Linked DNA regions of Mus musculus: region 2 is linked to region 1. A link is a contact called in public HiChIP or PLAC-seq data. All regions are on one chromosome and are shown on one strand. Each heading gives the region's core, a stretch centred on a gene start, on an enhancer-like site or on the middle of the called end of the contact. The rest is flanking DNA. Distances are from core to core; before and after follow the strand shown.

Region 1 (7,019 bases), core at 1,274-3,773:
TTTTTGACCATAGGCTTGGAAATCTCCAGGGCAGAAAAATTCCACCTCAGCATTTCCATAAGCACTGGAAATTGAATTATTCTAAAACGGAGTATTTTCTAAGAGGCAAATCTTCTATACAAATTGTCTGCTATCAGTAGACGTCAGTATCGTGATGGAGGTAACATTCTGCTCAAACCAGGCTCATGTCCAAGGAAAACAGCTTTTAGAATTTAGAGTAAACAATTTTATATATCTCACTTACTGTTATCTATCATAGCCAGTGTGTGCATCATTAAAAGCTGTGTCTTCCATATGATGTGCTTTCCAGTTAATTCTCTAAGTTCAACCATACCTTTCTCACTACTAGCTCCATTGCACAGCCTGAGTATAAAATCTAGCAACTCTGTTAGGTGAATTTTCCATTCACAAAACTATAACAGCTTGTAAGTCCATGAAAACTGCTACAAATGTGTAACCAAGTCCAACACCTGAGCTGTAAGAATGCACTTGTGAAAAGAGAGATTACATATATGTGTGTGTGTGTGTGTGTGTGTGTGTATGTATGTATATATATCTCCATAGTTAAATGGATACATTCTAAGAGCTTTTAGTGAATAGTTGCCATGGTTGTAGACACCAGACTGTGCCACATGGCTGACATGGAGTCATTTACCCCCTCATAGCACCCACAAGTGTGACAAGACAGTGGAGTGACGACCAGCAGTGACAACAAGAGATGGTGCTCAAACAGGTAGGGCAGGGCGAGGGTGTGAAGAGTACGCCAGCACCCACATGATCTGTAGGTACTTTGTGGGTTTAAACTGAACATAATTGATTATGTGAGGTAGTTTTAATGCAGGATGCCTTGGACCCTGTGTTTAAAAATAGGCTCAGTGTCACCACAAAAGAAATTACACGCGGTGCCACTCATGAACACCAGTTTCTCATCTTGGAAAGCCACAAAATTGGTACGGGATCTGTGAAATGGAAAATTGCATCAGGGCCTATGCGCTCACACGTGAACCCGATCTTAATGAAAAGACGGATGGGGTAGCAACACTGAAGTTGAATGCTGAGCCCCCAGCGTCCTGCAATCTGCAATCGGGTGTGATGCAGATGAACTGGATCTTTACCCTGCTCCTGACTGAGCGACCTTGGGTAAGTCAGTTAACCCCTTAAGTGCCAGCTTCTTCATCTCCAACACAGAGATGACAGCCTTGCAGTGAAGACCCAAGGAAATGAGCCACAAATGGCGTTTAGCTCAGCACTGGGTCCCTACAAGTACATCTCCTGGTTTAATGTGGTACCACAGTCCAGCTGCTGGACCCCCACAGCTTGCGAGTCATTTTCATTTTGTGCTTCCGGCTCTTTCTGTTCTTTTCACTATATTATTCCTGGGGGAGGGCCATAGGGAGCAGTTACATACAGTCCACTTTCCCCACTCTTCTTCACAGCCAAGTTAAAGCTAGGGAAATAGATAATATACCCTGAAGAGAAACCCAGTGCTTAGAATATGGTGATGTATGTATATGGAATATAAGTAAATCATATTTCAGTCTAAACTATATAATGGAAAAAATGAGAATTTATTTCAAAAGAAAGAATTGGCAGGCAACACATTTAAAGAGGATAGAATGGGGTCTTACGGACCTCATTATTTCAGTATTGGTGACTATGAAACAGAATGGAGTATGGGGTCTGACTTCCAACAGGTGGCTAGCTTTAATCGGCTTCAGATGCAAAACCGCGATGAGTCTGAGTAAGCAAGACTCAGATGCTCAATTCAAGGCCTCCTATTAACAATTTAGAAAGAATTTCTTTCCTGGGTTTAAACCTCCCTGGCAAGTTAGCAAGCAGGGAACTGTCTGCACCTGTCCTCGGAACAGTACGCCAGGCTGACATGAAACCCTCCATCCTTTCCAGACCGTCCATCCTGCCGCTGGGGCACCTAGCGACAAACCGGGGAAGCCCACTAGGAAGTGGTCACGACCAGCAAAGCCACAAACCCCTAGGGTGTGGGATTTCCACCTCTACACCACGTCTGAAAACCGAAAATAGGCGTCCACTTGCTATACTGCAATGGGATTCCCCTTAGAAGCAAACCTCCCGCACCCCCAGCTTTCATGTTTTATTAATAAATGCAAGATGGCACACAGAGGCAAAGAATAGGAGGGAAGGCATCCGCAGCTGGACCCGAACCAGGACAGTTTGCAAAAATAAATAAGAAGCATGTGACAAGCAGATCCCCAGTCTGGATCTGAAGACCCCGTGCTCCCCAGAGGATGGTCGTCCGGCTCCCCAGCCCGGGACATGAAGGTCAGCTGCAGGATCCTAGTCCTCCAGGGCAGTCACCCTGCAAACCACGATCCGGCCCCTACCTTTGCCTCCCTCACCCGCCCGCCCGGGCCACAGCCGGGGAAGCCCCGGCGGCTGCCGGCTGCAAGAACACGTACCTGCTGCCGGAGCTCAGGATTCGCTCTGCTCTGCAGCGCCGGGCCCGCGCTCCCGCTCCCGGGGCTCCCCTCTCCGCCCCCCCACCCCCCCGCCCCCTCGCGGCCCCGCCGCTCCCTCCGCCCCTCCGCCCACCCCGCTCGAGCGCGCGCGCACGCGCTTTCGGGACGGCGGCTCTCCCGGGCCCGCGCCTGCGCTCTCGCTGCCCGCTCCCGCTCCCGCTCGCGCGTTCCGGAGGCTGCAGAGGGGCCGCGCGGCTGTCTAGGAAACTGCGACCAGCGGGGGCCGCGTGTGGGCAGTCACCCCCGGCGAAGGGCAAGCGGGCCTCGTGGCGCGGGTGACAGGGGGCAGGAGCTCGAAGCGGAGGCTGGCTGGTGCGGCCGAGGGCGGGCGGGCGCCTGCGGTCCCACGGTACCGCCCTGGGTGCGTTTTCACACACTGTGCTGTGAGTAGCGGCGCGCAGTGTCCTCCGAGGTTTCTGCCTGCCGCCCCTGGTGTGTGCATTGCCCCAAGGAGCCTTTGAAGGCATTGCCCACCCCTCGGTGGTCCCCATCACATTCTCACGTGACAGATACACTGTGCGTGTTGGTCATGTATTGTAAATGAAGAGTTTTCTGCCCTTGAAGCGCCTGTCCCGATTGAGAATGCCTAGAGTAGACAGAGTGACTGAGCAATCTGGGGGTTTAAAAAAAAAAAAAAAAAGCCTCACGTGTGAAAAGGAAAAAAAAAAAAAGCTTACTGCTGTGAACAGTTTTTAAAAACAGTTTTTTAAAAATAGCCGCTTTCCTTTGGGGTTTTGGCCTTCTTATGTTAGATACTTTAAAGATCGGAAACCCTTCTTTCTCTAGGGCACAAAGTTCCTGAGTGACTTTGGGGTTCTCCCCCATTGGCTTCCCCTCCAGAATAATCACTATTTGGTTAGGTTCACGTGGCCTTCAGGAACGCCTGCGACTTTCTTGCCTTCTCTTCCACTAGCAAAACGGTAGAAATTAGAATTGAAAGCTTTAAAACCCAGACCATACATAGAACCGCCTGAAGGGCTCGGATCGGTTTTTTAATAGATACAGAAATGTCTAGACAAGGAATGTACATGGAAAAGTATGTCTTTGTTTAGTCCTCACCTACCAACATTTCTTAACCATCTGTAATGTCTAATTTCGGGGGGCAGGGGGTCCTTGGAGAAAACAGTTGTAGAAGTTATTTGGCTTGACAGGATTTCCCCCTACTGGTTCTAGGCATAAATAGACTGGAAAGTAGAAATGCTGTCCTCCCTCCATACTACCTCCCCGTGACCCCCCATTTAGTAGAACTACACTTAAGTTTCCTTAAGGGCTTTGAACAGCATTCATGACAGTGTTTCGCTGGTTAGCCATCTGGCAAAACATTGAGATACAAAGATTTCCTGAATTAGACTCCAATAACAAGCACAAACAATAATCCCTGGAATTAATGAGATTGCATGAAACTAATCACTCCCCACCCCTACCCCATGTGCCAGAAAATCAAGAGGGAGGAGACAGACTACCCTACCGAATGGGAGACATTGTTGGAAAGAAAGAAAAGAAAGAAAAAAGAAAGAAAACTCTCTCTCTCTCTCTCTCTCTCTCTCTCTCTCTCTCTCTCTCTCTCTGTGTGTGTGTGTGTGTGTGTTGTTAGTGGCTGAATCCACTCCAAGAGTTGTCTCCACTAGATTAGCCTGTAGACATAGATTGATGTTGAAGGGTCCAGCTGTGCCTTCCCACACTGTGGGCGGTGCCACCATTGGGTAGGTGGTCCTCCTTACTATAAGAAAGCAGGCTATTCAAGCTAGCAAGCAGTGTTCTCCCACTGCCTCTGCATCAGGTCTTGGCTTTGCTCAATGATGGACTCTAAACTGTAAGTCAAAGAAAGGCTAATTAAAGAAAACTCTAATTAAATATTAAGAGTAGTGCAAGTATTTTCAGGGAGAAAAATTAGACTACATCCATTTATCCAGAAACTTTGTATTCTAATACATTTTTTTTTCTTTTAAGTGTAAGTGTTAAAGATGTTACTTGAAGATATTACTTTAAAACGTTACTTACAATGTCACTTTAGGGTAACATTTTTTTCTACCATGGTTATCTAAGAGGAACTAGAGAGGAACACAAGGACATCTTTTGCCATTTCGTTCTGGCTTGTTTGGTTTTGCAGCACTGGCGATTGAATCCTGGCCTCATTTGTGCTACCCAAGGGTTCTGCCACTCAGCTGTATGCCCAGTTACACGTGTCTTTTCTCTCTCTACCCTTCCCGGAAACCCTATGGAAATTAAAAAAATCCCCTAACATTTGCAACTTGTCAGCTCTATGCTTCCCCCTGGTGGTGTGTCACTACCACAACACATGCCCGAATTAAAATCCTGATTTCTTTAGGGTGTTGAAACCTTAGCTCGATGATATTCACTCACACACACAAACTCGTGCACACGGGGGAGGAGGACTGGGGACATAGCGACAAGATGTCGCTCTACTTTCTCTAATGTTGCCTGTTCTTCTTCTCATATACACCAAATCCTGAGATCCAGAGAAGGATTACCACACTGCTCTAAAACTGAAACCCACAGCAGGCGTCTCACTATTGCTATTCAGCTTGCTCGGTCTTCATGAATCAGTAACAAACACTTGTTTAGAGTCAGATTGTGGAGCCTCTCAAGCGCATTGCAATCTAATTTCCAGAAGATTGACTTGGGAATTTTGGCTCTAACTGCCTCAGGCGATCAGTGCTGATAGCGGAGGTTGGGAACTCCTCCAGCTCCAAACAGCACAGGTGTTGCTTCAATTTGTGGCAGGTGAGGAATGGGAGGGAGGCCTTTCTGTGCACGTGGAAAGGAGTTACAGAGCGTCAAGAAAACACGCTAAAATGCAGGATGGAAGAGACTGCTTAAGATGTGTGTGTTGCTTTCTTGACAGACAACACTGTTTCTAAGGTGGTATCATTGGCATACTATCCATGGCAAGATGCCTTAGAAGTAAGTCAGACCTTTTACTTAAAAAAAAAAAATTGCACTCCCCTTTTTTCTGAGTGTCAATGTATGCCAGTACTCCTAGCATTGGAGAAACTGAGGCAGGAGAGAAGCTCAAGGCTAGCATGAGCTATATAATAAGACCCTCCTTCAAAAGTCCAAAATCAGAAAGGGAGAGAGGAGGGAAGGAAGGAAGGGAGGAAGGGAGAAGGGAAGGAAGGAAAGGAAGGAGGGCAGACAGTTTTTTCAAGAGCACCAAAATCACACAAACAGAATTTTGTGTGTGTTCATTCCATGGCAGCAAGATTATGAGAAGGTAAATTCAAGATGATGTTGGTCCTATGAATATCTGAAAAAAAAAATTGGTCTCAGAATAAAAACTTCTGTTTAAGTTACTAATTGGAAAAAATATCCAGATCTGATGCCTCATAATTTGTGAAAATTGGAGTTTTATGCCAAGTCCTAAATTGTTGATGTTTATCTACATGTGCATATTTTGTGGGTGCTTCTAAATGCCTTATAACACAGCTTTGCTAATGTGGACTGTGCAGAGAAGAGCCACGCTGTGTCCAGGAGAGCTGAGAAGTAGACTCTGTTATGTTGGGTGATATTTATCCGAGGCTTAAGTAGTCACAGTAACTGCTAACAGCAGGTTTCTTTTTAAAATCCTACTGAGGTAGCTTTAATGAGTAAATATATTTGACACAATTAGCAATATTCATATGCAGATAGTCTATATTAGATGCAACAGAAAGTACAATAGCATGCATTCCTTCGGCCTCAATAAACAACTGCAAAAGGTTTTCTTACTGAGCATAGTGGTACTTACCTATAACTCTTCAGGAAACTGAGGCAGGAGGATGAAAAGTTTGAGGCCCACCTTAACTACATAGACAGTTTGAGGCTAACCTGTACATTTGCTAGATCTTTCTCAAAATAATCTTAAAAGAAAAAGGTTCAGTCCCTGATAAAACACAAAGAGAGGGGGATGGGAGGCAAGGAGAAAAATGGAGAGTTTCATACTGGAAGAAGGCACTAGACTTAATCACTAGCACCCCTCCAAATTAACATATTTTAACCATTTATCTGTTGGCATACTTTCTACTGTACATCAGCATTAGAGAACCCTGTGCTTCAATTGATCTTTAGTTAAACATGACCTTAGCTGCTGGGTGTATTCCAAGTACGTCATAAAAGTTCAAGGCAAGTCAAGAGTTGAAGTTCATATCTTAACACCATCCCTCCCTACATGTGAATGTCAGTGTCTTACTAAACATGCTGCTAAACATGGGAGGATGAAGACACAGGCAGCAAGGAGTCTAGCACTGCCTTTCTATGAAGCCACTGGGAGTTTTTCATATGTGTAAGGTTTTGTTGTTTTTGTTTGAGGCAGGGTTTCATTCCATGTATCCTAAACTCAGGGTAATCTTCCTGTGTCACCCTCATGAATGGACCACCACACTCCACTTAGTATGTGGTGTTTAAGAGCGAAAGAAAATGGAACACTTTGAGTTATAAGTTTGGTTGGCCGTTACCTATTTTTAGTTTGTGTGTGTAATTGTGATTTGAATAATTGAATTCAGATATGTCTGACTTTGAACTTTA
Region 2 (7,017 bases), core at 409-2,908, 51 kb before region 1:
TTTCCCAAGCCTTCGTTTCTCTAGGCTTTCTAAGGGCTGTTCCTTCCCACTCTGTGGTCTGCTATGGATCTAAGAAGCATGGAGCTTCTGATGACAAGTCCCACTTGGGCACTGTGAGAACACGCTAAATTCCTAGTGTTTCTAACCATCTGAAAGCCAACAAGTGACACAGTAGCAGTTGCTGGAGTCCGTAGAACTGACCCTTTTGCTGGGATTGTTCAAGGGTTACAGGTGGGCTACCTGGGTCACCCACATTCACCGGGTAATTCCAAACACCCAGATTTGTTTTCATAGCCCCCCGCCCCCATCCTTAAGCCTTGGGTTTTTCTCCAAGCACAGATAATGGCACTCATCACAGTGTGACATTTACAAAATGACTCAAGAGCTGTAGACAGAAAGTCATCAGATGTGCAGTTTCTGTGTCTCCCAACAACTGATATAAAGGAGTGGGTGTTTCTGGGGGAATCCCAGTTACCCCAGATGTTTCCTAAAAATTACATGCTAGGTTGGGTTTGTTCTCTTAGGAACTGTTCAAGGAAATGGGATTTTTCTTTTAATTGAACAAACCTTCTAAACAACTTTCTAATCAACGAGGTGCTCTAAGAAGGCAGGAGTTATGTTTCTGAAACTAACAGGGAACAATTCTAAAGGGTGTCGGGCAAGTTACATCTGCCCTCCTCACATCTCTGCCCTCTAGTCTGTTTTTGACAGTGGCTCAGCTCCATCTCTGACCACGTGATCATGTCAGCAGAGACTAAAAGCTTCCTTTGGTGGCAATGAAACTCTTAGGGCTCACAGCCTCATTATGGAATGTACACTTTGGTCTTGTATGTGAAGAACACTACAGGGAAAGTGCATTAGTGGCTCTATTCCGCTTCCTTGAAGGGGTAAACGCCACCTTTATTAGCCAGTTTGTCACGTGGCATTGCACCTTCTTTGGTCAAAAGGAACTGTGTGTGTGTGTGTGTGTGTGTGTGTGTGTGTGTGTGAGAGAGAGAGAGAGAGAGAGAGAGACACAGAGAGAGAGAGACACAGAGAGAGAGACACAGAGAGAGAGACAGAGAGACAGAGACAGAGACAGAGAGAGAGAGACAGAGATCTTTTTCAATCCCTTGATTGTGTGTCCAGCCACATGACTTGGTTTTGGTCAATGGGACGACAGTAGGTATGATACCAGCAGACGCATGAGAAGCATCTGTCTGGCTCTTATCCCACCAATGTCAGCAGCAGAGAGCGACCAGCCTAGTCAGTTGGATGAATAGAGACACACTGACTGGAGTTTATTCTCCCCCTGTTCTGCTGGCAGCTCTACAACAAGGCCCAACAGTGAAGGCCAATCCCAGAGAAGATCAGCAGACCCATCTGGATGATTCTGTGACCCAGCCGTGTGATCTCGTGTTGTGCCGTGTTGAGGTGGGTTGTCCCAGAGCATGGCAGTGACACAGAGAACGCAGCCAGGAGCCAGCAGGCTTCTGATGACTCAGGAGCCAGACACACAGCGAAAGAGGCTGGGACAGCATAGTGTAATGGAAGGAGTGTTGTTTTTATCTCAGTATTATTTACCAGTGAGTTGCCAGACAGAAAATAAATTGCCACCTGACTAGTTACCACACTGACACGTGTTAAGATCAAGTGCTTTGTCCATAAGGCAGCTTGGGTTTTGGGAACTGAAAGAAACTCTCACTTAGGAGGCCTCTGCCTGGTTTCATAAAGCCTGCTTTTAGGAACCTTCTCGTGATTTTTACATTTCCTCGTTTTATTCTGAGGTTTGCTTCAGGTGTCTGAAGTAGCAGACCTTCATCTTGAGAGAGACTCACAGCCACGTTCTAGGTCTGGAGAGCAGGTCCTGATGGTACTTACTGTGGATTGGCCATGTTGAAAGATGTAACCAAAGCCATGGCTTTTCGTGATGTCTAGTGGGGCTCAGCTGTCCTTATGTCTGATCTTAGCATTTCCAAGTGGGGCTTTTACAAGATTCATGAAAATAGAGTACCCTGAAATGATAAATGGGGATTTATTACCTTCAATATTGCCAAACTGAATTCCTCCTAATCTCTTCTAAAAATGGAGTGCTTAGCACTGCCTCCCATGTAGTGCTGTTCTTGCTGGCCCTGCTGAATGGATCTTTCCGGTAATGCCGTGGAGTGGTAGTTATAGGGGCCGTGCTTCTCCGTCCCCAGCCCTCCAGGCTTCCTCATTTACCCATGTTATTCCCAATAACTATCCAATGTGACAGTGCCACAGAGGAGTCCTCTGTGTGCAGGTACAGCCTGCAGAGAGGACAAGGCAGACAGAGACTCTGTTTCTGGATGTGTTCAGACAAGCTACGGTGGAGGTTGTACAAGGGTCATCCTCTTGTAGGCTGCGCTGTGCTACAAACTACTGTTCCTACAAGAATTTCTCACAGGATAAAAACCTCATTCTCCTGACCCGAAGCTGCTCAGAGAGGAGGCTCTAGAGAGACAAAGAAAGGGAGACATCAGCTATACCACACAGGAGGGAAGGACTCTCAGGATGGGGAACACAGACCTGGCGATCAACAAGGAGCTTAGACTCATGGTGTAGGAGGAACCCGGGAAAGGGCTCGATTCTGAGTGACCGGAAAGGAGAGGAGAGCTCTCTAGAACTGTGCGGAGCTCAATACAGCAGTCATTCGACACCAGAGGTTAACAGGGAGGACAACGGGTTCAGACACAGTAGAGAGGTCTAAACATTAAACAGAGGACACTCCCTAACAGTATTGGCGCGGGGGGGGGGGCTATATATTAAGTTATTCAGTAGGTACTATAAAATTTGCTACCCCACCATGCACATTTAATCAATCCCAACTTCCCCTTCTCTTCATAAGCATTCTCACAATGTCTTCCTGGCACTGAGAGAACTGAGGCGATCCCCACATCGGGGGACATGGTGTTGGAGCAATAGCCAAGACCTTACATCTGGTCCACAAGCATGAGGCAGAGAGAGAAATAACTAGAGATGGTGTGGGCCTCCAGCGACAACCTCCTCCAGCAAGGCCACACCTCCTAATCCTTCCTAAACAATTTCACCTGTTGGGGACCAAGTATTCAGACATATGAGCCTATGGAGGGAGGCCATTCTCACTCAAATTACCACAGTTAAATTCCTCCACCTCTCTCCTTTTCAGTCTTCTTTATGTCTTCTCTGTTTTTTGTTTTGTTTTGTTTTGTTTTGTTTTGTTTTGTTTTTTAAGAGACTCTCATAGCAACTGTCTTAGCTATCTGGTTCCTTTGATCTTTCTACCCCTCTTCTGTGATCTCCCCTGAGTCTTAAGTGTGGGTGTGTGCTGAAGGTACATCAACCCCACAGGCAGTCGATGTCTGCATTTTGACCAGTAGTGGCTTTCTGAAGTCGTCTCTGCTGCAAAAAGAAGACGCTTCTTTGCCAAGGGGCGGGAGCTACACTATCTGTGGATGTGAGGATAAGATTTAGATCACAGTTAGAGATGACATAGGTTAGGAAGCTGGCAGGAGTGGGGTCTCTCTAGGTTATATGGCCTTACCCGACACTACAGTCCCTGGCATGAATTCCTTCATGCTGATCAGGCTGTTAAGTCCAATTTAGCTGACTCCTGTTTACCTCCATGTTGGGAATGCCACTACTGTGCCTGTCAGTATCTCTTGCCATCCTGGCTATCATGGTGTTACAGTTAGGTCTGACTATTATTAATTACTTCTCTGCATTGGCAGCTTGCTCTGCTCCTTCTGAAACTGTAAGAGCTGGTCTGCAGGGAGGAGGCCTCAAGGTCAGTCCCAGATTGATTCTTCTAAATCCAGTGTCCAAAATGTATCTTCAGTAAGAGGATCTTACCTTCTTTTTCTGAAGGGCACCAAGGGCCACAGCAACAGACTATATTGTCTTGGGAATCTCCTGGACTTCCCTGAGCAAAAATTCAAAGGAAGGTTTCCATGCTAGCCACTGGAGTGCTTGTTAAGTAGTCTCCAGATTTATTTTTGGGAAGAAATTGTGTCACCGTAATTGGTGTAATATCTGTAATCTCTCTCTCTCTCTCTCTCTCTCTCTCTGTGTGTGTGTGTGTGTGTGTGTGTGTGTGTGTGTGTGTGTGATTTTAAGTACCCATAAAATGATATGATTCCCTATGGCTTTTTCAAACATTTTTAATGTTACTTCTCCTTCCTCCTTCCTTCTCCCTCCTCCTTCCTCCTTTCTTCTCCCTCCTCCTTCCTCCTTCCTTCTCCCTCCTCCTTCCTTCTCCCTCCTCCTTCCTCCTTCCTCCTCCCTCCTCCTTCTTTCTCTCTCCTCCTTCCTTCTCCCTCCTCCTTCCTTCTCCCTCCTCCTTCCTCTTTCCTTCTCCCTCCTCCTTCCTCCTCCCTCCTCCTTCCTCCTTCTTTCTCCCTCCTCCTTCCTCCTTCCTTCTCCCTCCTCCTTCCTCCTTCCTTCTCCCTCCTCCTTCCTTCTCCCTCCTCCCTCCTCCCTCCTCCTTCTTTCTCTCTCCTCCTTCCTTCTCCCTCCTCCTTCCTCCTTCCTCCTCCCTCCTCCTTCCTCCTCCCTCCTCCTTCCTTCTCCCTCTTCCTTCCTCCTTCCTTCTCCCTCCTCCTTCCTCCTTCCTTCTCCCTCCTCCTTCCTTCTCCCTCCTCCTTCCTCCTTCCTCCTTCCTTCTCCCTCTGTGGTGCTCCTTCCTTCCTCTCCCAGGTAAGTCCCTCCCTGCCACTCATTTTTCAGTTCACTAATGGCTAAGGCTCACAAAAATCCTTTTAAACAGCATACCACCTTATCAAGAAAAAAAAAAGAGAGACAGAGAATATGCACACAGATAATGCCAAAATGGAAGGGAAAACATTACAACTGCCATCCTAGAAACAAACAAAAAAAAATCATAGAAAGCCAAGTGTAGTTGTTCACATCTGTGATTCCAGCCCATGGATACTAGGATGACATAGTGATGCCCCTGTCTCTACAGTTATAGCTGTTGATAATAATAACAAATAGTAATGATAATAAACTTAAATTAAAATATTTAAAAAAGCATACCACAAAAGGTACTATCACTCCCACATCAATATCTTCTTAACATTAAACATTTCTTTGCCAGTCCTATAATGTCTTAAAGGCTTTTTCAACAAGGAACTGCGCTGGTTGGATTTGGTTTTCTTTGTTTTTGTTTGCTTGTTTGTCAACTTGATCCAAGTTGTGGTCATCTGGGAAAGGGGGACCTTATTTGAGAGAACGCCTCAATCAGACTGGTCTATAGGCAAGTCTGTGGGGCATCTTCTTGATTGGTGATTGATGTATGAGGGCCCAGCCTACTGTGGGCGGTGCTACCCTGGGCAGGTGGACCTGGGTTATACAAGCAAGCAAACTGATCAAGCCGGGGAAACAGCATTTTTCCACGGTCTCGGCTTTAGCTCCCACCTTCAGTTCCTGCCTTGTGTTCCTGCCTGTGTGCTGCTGATGAACTGTCACTGGCAAGGTAAAGTAAACTCTTCCCTTCCCAAGTTGTGTTTGTCTTTATCACAGTCATAGAACAAAACAGAGCAATACCTCAAACAGGAGCCAAGCCAGACCATACTTTATATCTCTAGGCTACTCTGCAAGCATCCTTTTCTTGTGCACAATATTGATTAAAAACTGGTCATTTGCAGCCGGGCGTGGTGGCGCACGCCTTTAATCCCAGCACTCGGGAGGCAGAGGCAGGTGGATTTCTGAGTTCGAGGCCAGCCTGGTCTACAAAGTGAGTTCCAGGACAGCCAGGGCTGTACAGAGAAACCCTGTCTCGAAAAACCAAAAAAAACCCAAACAAACAAACAAAAACTGGTCATTTGTCATTTAATCTTGGATTGTGGTTATTGTATCCCTTCAATAGATATAATTAATCATTACGTTCCTCTGTCTCATATACTTCCTGTAAATTTTAATTACTTATAGACTTTAACTACATTCAAGTTCATTTTTTACAAGACTTTATCGGTCGTATCACAGCCTCTAATAAACGGACGCTACCTTAGTAGCTCTCCTTTCATGACATTAACAGCCATTGACGATTTACTAGATCCATTCATTCATACATTTACTAGGTTTACAAAATGGTGAGTTTAATTTTGTTAGTACTTATCAATCAGCTTCTATGAGTACAAGCTTTTCCCTATCAATGGTTTAACCAGACTAAAATAGTTAACACAGAGAAAAAAAATACATTTTTAAATTAGGTTTCAGAACAATAACTTTCTCTCTCATCATCTTTCAAAATGATTGATATGGTGTTTGCCGTATTTAGAAGCGTCATGGAGTTGCTCACTTGTGATGCCAGGGCTGGGTGGGAAGCAGAGTCCTTGACAGGTGGTAACAGTTTCTTGGAGAAGAGATGAGATGCAGCTTTAAGGAAGGTCTGCCTCTTAGCACAGCAGCAATCGTAAGGCCGGGAAGAGGGTGGAGTCATATTAGACGGACAGTAACTAGCCACTGTGGCTGGAACTTCTGGTCCTTAGCAAGCAGCATATTTTAGAGGACAAAATGCTTTGAGATGACAGGAACACGCAGCCTGGCTGTTACTTAAAAATAATATTTTCCAAACAAAACCACCCCAAAGCACAAGTCTAGCACGAAGCAGGTGTAGTCTGGCACTCTATAAATGAACATCTGAAGTGCAAACCTGCTGCCTCATAAACCTGGTAAAAGAAGGAGAGAGAAGAACCACAGTGTCTGGCTCGCGTGGGTAGAAGCTGCGCGTAGATCGCAGTAGAGTTCTAGGCTCTATACCTGTTGACCGTGTGTGATTTACTGATACCATGTGTGACTGTTGCAGCAAATCGGCCGTCCTTGGGATCTGGGGTTTCAAAGGGCTTCTAAGACCAACTGACTTCTTAACTACCAAGTAGGGAAAAAAAAGGCTTAATTTAGTTCTCCTGTCCCCAGAGGTCCCTGGGCTCATTCTCCATCCTTATGTCAAGTGACAGCCCTTGGCTGTGTTCATACCTGTTTCATTGGTTTCTTTGTCTAGTTTCACTCTGACCCATTGGGAAATATAAATTCATAGAC

The links. HiChIP or PLAC-seq counts read pairs in DNA pulled down with a chosen protein or histone mark.
Region 2: a contact with region 1 is called in an H3K4me3 HiChIP or PLAC-seq map of bone marrow-derived macrophages, with 3 times the contacts expected there. The contact joins the enhancer-like site here to the promoter of Tmem266 in region 1. A contact is called at or near these places in 7 of 39 promoter capture datasets (3T3-L1-derived adipocytes, cancer-associated fibroblasts, embryonic stem cells and 2 more), 4 of 15 datasets of contacts at CTCF or cohesin (CD8 T cells, the NIH/3T3 cell line, pro-B cells and 1 more), 84 of 484 Hi-C or Micro-C datasets (the 3T3-L1 cell line, the AML12 cell line, B cells and 42 more), 21 of 115 datasets of contacts at active chromatin or transcription factors (the 230-238 cell line, CD8 T cells, PVALB interneurons and 14 more) and 4 of 9 other capture datasets (adipose tissue, liver, macrophages and 1 more).

Annotation. Positions count from the first base shown.
Region 1 is chr9:55,322,417-55,329,435 of GRCm38.p6, reverse strand. Tmem266 (transmembrane protein 266) reads right to left here and starts at 2,523. Exons shown (of 11, transcript NM_172923.4): 1 at 2,436-2,523.
Region 2 is chr9:55,372,457-55,379,473 of GRCm38.p6, reverse strand. Tmem266 (transmembrane protein 266) reads right to left here. Exons shown (of 11, transcript NM_172923.4): 2 at 1,861-1,994. The coding sequence starts at 1,898. Among named protein-coding and RNA genes, the nearest start is that of Tmem266, 49 kb to the right of the region's middle. Within about 2 kb of position 1,658, at least 21 of the 459 cell types and tissues checked have an H3K27ac peak or open chromatin away from gene starts, as enhancers often do. A contact at or near this core is called in the BV-2 cell line, Th17 cells, bone marrow-derived dendritic cells and 1 more, where this site is marked.